2 separate regions of the Mus musculus genome follow, and region 2 is linked to region 1. The links are chromatin contacts, called in public capture Hi-C maps. All regions are on one chromosome and are shown on one strand. The core of a region is the stretch at or near the end of the contact, and the rest is flanking DNA. Distances in the headings are between cores, read along the strand shown. Region 1 has its middle 46 kb from the start of Rbmxl2. Region 2 has its middle 13 kb from the start of Cyb5r2.

Evidence for each region. Capture Hi-C pulls out chosen DNA fragments and counts their contacts.
Region 2: a capture Hi-C map of embryonic stem cells shows a contact between it and region 1, with 5 times the contacts expected there. The contact joins two enhancer-like sites. A contact is called at or near these places in 1 of 39 promoter capture datasets (cranial neural crest), 1 of 115 datasets of contacts at active chromatin or transcription factors (stem cell-derived neural progenitor cells) and 1 of 9 other capture datasets (embryonic stem cells).

Annotation. Positions count from the first base shown.
Region 1 is chr7:107,253,648-107,256,347 of GRCm38.p6, forward strand. No RefSeq gene overlaps it. Among named protein-coding and RNA genes, the nearest start is that of Rbmxl2, 46 kb to the left of the region's middle. Within about 2 kb of position 1,309, at least 4 of the 459 cell types and tissues checked have an H3K27ac peak or open chromatin away from gene starts, as enhancers often do. A contact at or near this core is called in embryonic stem cells, where this site is marked.
Region 2 is chr7:107,769,753-107,772,452 of GRCm38.p6, forward strand. No RefSeq gene overlaps it. Among named protein-coding and RNA genes, the nearest start is that of Cyb5r2, 13 kb to the left of the region's middle. Within about 2 kb of position 1,434, at least 8 of the 459 cell types and tissues checked have an H3K27ac peak or open chromatin away from gene starts, as enhancers often do. A contact at or near this core is called in embryonic stem cells, where this site is marked.

The DNA of each region.
Region 1 (2,700 bases), core at 59-2,558:
GTTAGCTTTTAAAATGTAAGTCAATCTTGCTACTCTACTGCTTTAAATTTTCATTCATAATAAAATCTCTGGCCTAAGAAGCCTCACAGAACGTTCCAGTCTGTTCTCTTATCTTTTCTTGCCTGTTCCATTAAAGATACTTTCTGCTTCTGAAATGAGGATGATCATTCCCACTTGAGAGGCACCACACTAGTTATTACCTGTGTCTGCAGTACATGTCTTCTGCATTTTGTTTCTTCAGGATATCCTCAGAGAGACACCACCACCACCACCCGACAACATATATTTAGTGTTTGGGAATTTCATACAATGTACCCTGATCACACTGCTTCTCATTCCTCCCAGGTCTACCCTCCTCCCCTCTCCCTTGCACCCCTACCCCAACCCCTCCCAAAACACACCAAGTCTAATGTGTATTGCCCAAATACTCCTTAGAGCATGGTCAAACTCCCACTGGGCAGCCCCTTAAAGAAAAATGGATCCTCCCCTGCCTCTATCCTGCCAGAAACCATTAACTGTGAAAAGCTACACTTCATCATCTTTATAACCGTTTTTAAGGACTCAGAAATGCATTCTGTTTTTTGGGGTTTTGTTTGTTTGGTTTTTTTGTTTGTTTGTTTGTTTTTTGGGTTTTTTTTTGTTTTTTGTTTTTGAGACAGGGTTTCTCTGTGTAGCCCTGGCTGACTTGGAACTCACTATGTAGACCAGGCTGGCCTTGAACTCAGAAATCCACCTGCCTCTGCCTCTGCCTCTGCCTCTGCCTCTCTGCCTGTCTGCCTGTCTGCCTCTCTGCCTCTCTGCCTCTCTGCCTCTCTGCCTCTCTGCCTCTCTGCCTCTCTGCCTCTCTGCCTGTCTGCCTCTCTGCCTGTCTGCCTCTCTGCCTCTCTGCCTCTCTGCCTCTCTGCCTCTGCCTCTCTGCCTCTCTGCCTCTCTGCCTCTCTGCCTCTCTGCCTCTCTGCCTCTCTGCCTCTCTGCCTCTGCCTCTCTGCCTCTCTGCCTTTCTCTCTGCCTCTCTGCCCCTCTGCCCCTCTGCCCCTCTGCCTCCCGAGTGCTGGGATTAAAGGCGTGCGCCACCACGCCTGGCTCAGAAATGCCTTCTTAAGGGTTAGGTTTTTGTCCTTTTTTTTTTTTTTTTTTCTGGTAAGCATTGACTAAAATAGTCATATTTTCTGTGGTTCCAATTAATCTTAGTTAGCTGTGGTCCAAAAACTATTAGTAAAAAAGTTGGAGGAGAACAGTAATGAGATCCCATATCATCTTGGTCTGTCTTAAACAGGATGTGATACATCCCATGGCTCAGAGTATCCAGGCAGTATATGCCACCTGCTTGTTGGTTACTCAGTAGCCATCTCAGTTAGCAGACCAACTGCTGCAGTATCACAGTACTTGTGTGTCCAGCCTGGAACGCTGACCAGTATATGTGAAGTGCCTTGTTAGATCCCGAGGGTCACAGAAGAGAGTGATGAAACTAGAACTCCAGCAGAGGCAGTGCTTATGTTCAAAGTAATCCTTGCTTTGTTCTTCATAGTCTTAAAGATAGTCATCCTGCTAATTTTGTCATATCATATTATTGTTCTTATACTTTAGTGCTGCTTTAGTCACTCTGTTACTATGCAGATTTGAAAAACAAAAGCATATTATGGGTTTGTATGTATGTATAGGTAAAACCATAGCTCTAGAGTCTAGGATGTTCAAACTCAGGCTAAGCTGGAGTCCTGGGGACACACATCCTTGGTAGATAAAGGAGAACTGTTGTGCCTCCAATATTTTCATTGTTATTTTTATTTAACTGTCTTTCTATGGTCCCTCTAGTCTAAGATAGCTACCAGTATATAATTTAGTTTAAGGTGTTTAAGTAGTGACAGAAAATGGATAACCATATGACTTTGTAGCTGTGAATTCATTCTTGTAAATTTTTCCCAGGGTAAAGGTGCAGTTTCTTTTCTTTTCTTTTCTTTTCTCTTCTTTTTTTTTTTTTTTTTTTTTTTTTTGTTTGTTTGTTTGTTTGGTTGGTTGGTTGGTTTTTTTGTTTTTGTTTTTGTTTTTTTTTTTCGAGACAGGGTTTCTCTGTATAGCTCTGCCTCCCGAGTGCCGGGATTAAAGGTGTGCGCCACCACGCCCGGCTCTTTTTTTTTTTTTTTTAATTGGATATTTTCTTTATTTACATTTCAAATGTTATCCCCTTTCCCAGTTTCCCTCCCTCCCGGAAACACCGTATCACATCCTCCCTCCCCTGCTTCTGTGAGGGTGTTCCTCCACCCACCCACCCACCCACCTACTCCCACAGACCTCCCCAGAACTCCCAGGGACTAAGGAGTGCACAGGCCCCAGCTGCAGTTTCTATAGTTAGGACTTTGGTTTTGAATGGATGCTCAGCTCCTAGAAGAAAACCCAGTACATCACCATCATCTGTCGAATGTTAATGAATGAAAAAACCGAAATGAATAATTGGAAAGGTGCCAGTGATGTACTTGCCTGTGCTTCCAAAGGAGATGGAAGAATTCCATCTCACCTGTGATGCAGAAATGTTTTCAGTGCTCCAGTGTTCCCTGGAGGCAGTGTGCAAATGCTTGTTCAGTGTTTCCTTTAATGAAACAGCCTTCTGAATTATATGTACTATTTCCAACTTATAGATGGGGAAAACAGGCACAGAAAACTTACATAAATGTTATTTAAAAGATACAATTTGCAAAACATAAG
Region 2 (2,700 bases), core at 184-2,683, 520 kb after region 1:
GCTGAGAACACCCAGGCTCTGATCCTAAGAACTCTGATACAAAGCCATCAGATGAAAATCAAAGTCAACTCCAGTCAGAAAAGCAGGTAGGCTAAGTTCAGACCTTCACCTCTCCCTCTGCTCCTCCAAATCAAATCCCCCATTCTCATTCCCAGCTCTACAATGGGACACCTACTGCAGCCTCCTTTCTCCTTCTGCCCCCATGTCCAGTGTATCCCACAGATCTTCCCTCCTAACCACTCTCCCCCCATGCATTGCTTTATCCAAATACCCAACTCCAGTAGGCACTCCTTGCCAACACTGGCTACTCCTGCCAGAGAAACTGTTAGGCTAACTGCAGATCCTCACATCTCGCTCCATTTCTCCAAGTCCAATTCCCCATCTCTACATCAGAATTCCTATAACAATCTTCCCCCACCTCATCTCTAGTGGATCCCACAGATCTTCCTCTCCTAACCTTCCTCCCCAACTCTTTGCTTTATCCCATCCCACAACTCCAGCAGGCGTTCCCTGAAGACACATTGGCAGCTCCTGCCAGGGAAGCAGGTATAAAAACTTCATACTCTCACCTCTCTCTTCATTCCTCCAAAGCAATTCCCCTTGTCTCATCCTCTACAACAGAACATCTGCTTTGGCCTCCCTTTCCTCTGCGCCACCCCAGCTGGTCCCACAGAGCTTTCTCATTTAATCTCTCACTCCCCTTGTATTACTTTATCCCAGCTTCCAAATCCTTGATTTCTGTTTCTTCTCTGGAGTTTAGAAGACAATTATGGTTGTGTGTTGCACATAGGGAAATATTCTCTTGACAGTTGTGACCATTGGGAGTTCCAGGTTAAATGCATTTATGGGTATTGGGACCTGAGACTTAGATATGGGGATGGCCTGAGCATGGTTAAGGGGCTTTGTAAGAGGGAGGAATTTGTTGTTTCATCAGGATCTGCTTAGCCAGTACTCTGGGAATGGGGGGTGGGGGAGGGTAGGGAATGCTGAAAGTGCATAGTGGAAAGTCTATTAAAGAGCTGGAATGATACTGGGGCGTTGGACTTGGAGGAGGAAGGGAGGGGGAGATGAGAATCTGCAGTCACCCTGAACACGAGTCTGTAGAGTATCACGTGCACTTATACCATGGCGAGAGACAAGTTCTTCCCTCAGGGTAGAAGTCTCCAAGATTTCTGTTGAAAACTGTGGAGAGAAAGGTTAGGGCTCCTTTGGTGGACACGGTGGGAAGGAAGACCAATGACTCAGCAAACACATTCTTTTCGTCTTGTTGCCATGGAGATACAGGCTGAAATGTTCACAAGGGCATGAATGCACGTGGAAATATATGGATGTTAGTCTGTCCTCAGCCTGGGATCTAGGTGATTGTCCCTTAAGTGGTGTGGTAAGCCAGGCATGGTAGCTTATGCATGTGATACCAGCATTCATTAGGTGGAGGCAGAAGAATTTCAAGACAAGGCCAGGTTGGAGCACATAGTGAGTTTTAGGACAGCCTATGTTACATAATAAGACCCTGCTTCAAGAAAACCAAAACAAGGGTGGGTGAGATGGCTCAGTGGTGAAAGATGTTGGCTACCAGGCCAGGTAACCTGAGTATAATCCCTGGGATCCGCATGGTAAAAGAAGAGAATCGAATCCTACAAGTTTTTCTCTGATGGTGATATATGCCAGGGCACACGTTTTTCTCTCTTATACTCTGTCTCTGTGTTGTTCTCTCTCTCTTTCATATGCATGCATCTGCATGCACACAGAAACACAAACGTGGTGGATAGCTCTGGGGCTAATTATATTTGATGTTAATTCCATTCTCCTGTGAGTGGCTTTGAACAAGGAATGAGTCACCACTCAGGTGATTTCCTGTAAACCTGCTTCCCACCTTAATTTGTAAAATAAAGGAGAGCTGAGGATTGGGTAGATAGAAGGGAAGGTGGGGCAGAAGGTGAGAGGGAGAGAAGAAGGAGAAAATGGAAAAGAGAGAGGACACAGAGGAAGAGGAAGAAGAAGAAAAGCAGAGCAGAAGCACGTGGCCTGGAGAAACTGCAAGTTCTAAGGGTTCTCATAGATGCGGAAGATGGTAGTATAGCTATACATCTGCCCAATCAAGGCACACAGCATGTATTCATATAAACTGTGTTGTGTTTTCATTGCTGGGGCATAATTAGGTTGGAGAGATTTACTGCAACACAAACTAGGTAAACAAATGTAATAAAAATTAAAACAAACAAACAAAAATTAAAATCAAAACTGAAGACAAAATGGTACGGTATATCTAGGAGACTGAGGGGGTTGTACACTTGGCAGAAATACTTATGTCAGAGCTTCCTGATTGCAAACAGGACCAGGCAAGCTTTTCTAATGATTCTGGGGTTTGTGGGTCTTCAACCTTGATATATAACGTATAGACTGAATATTGTGATATATTTTATCTGCTAACTTAGCTCCTTAATCTGTATGTTAATTATTGTGGTAAGGACTGAGGAGAGATGAATAATGTGGGGTATATTGATTAGACCTCACTTTCCCAAGTAAGATGAGATCCTCAGAGTCTGTGAAGCTGTCCATCTTGGTCCTTGTTCTATACATGGCCAATACTAATGCAGAAGCAAGAGGAAAACCGAAGTCCTGAAATTAGAAATGGAGGACATGCCTCTTATTTCACACCAGAAGCAGCGTTTCTAAACATCAAGACAAAGCTTTTTACAC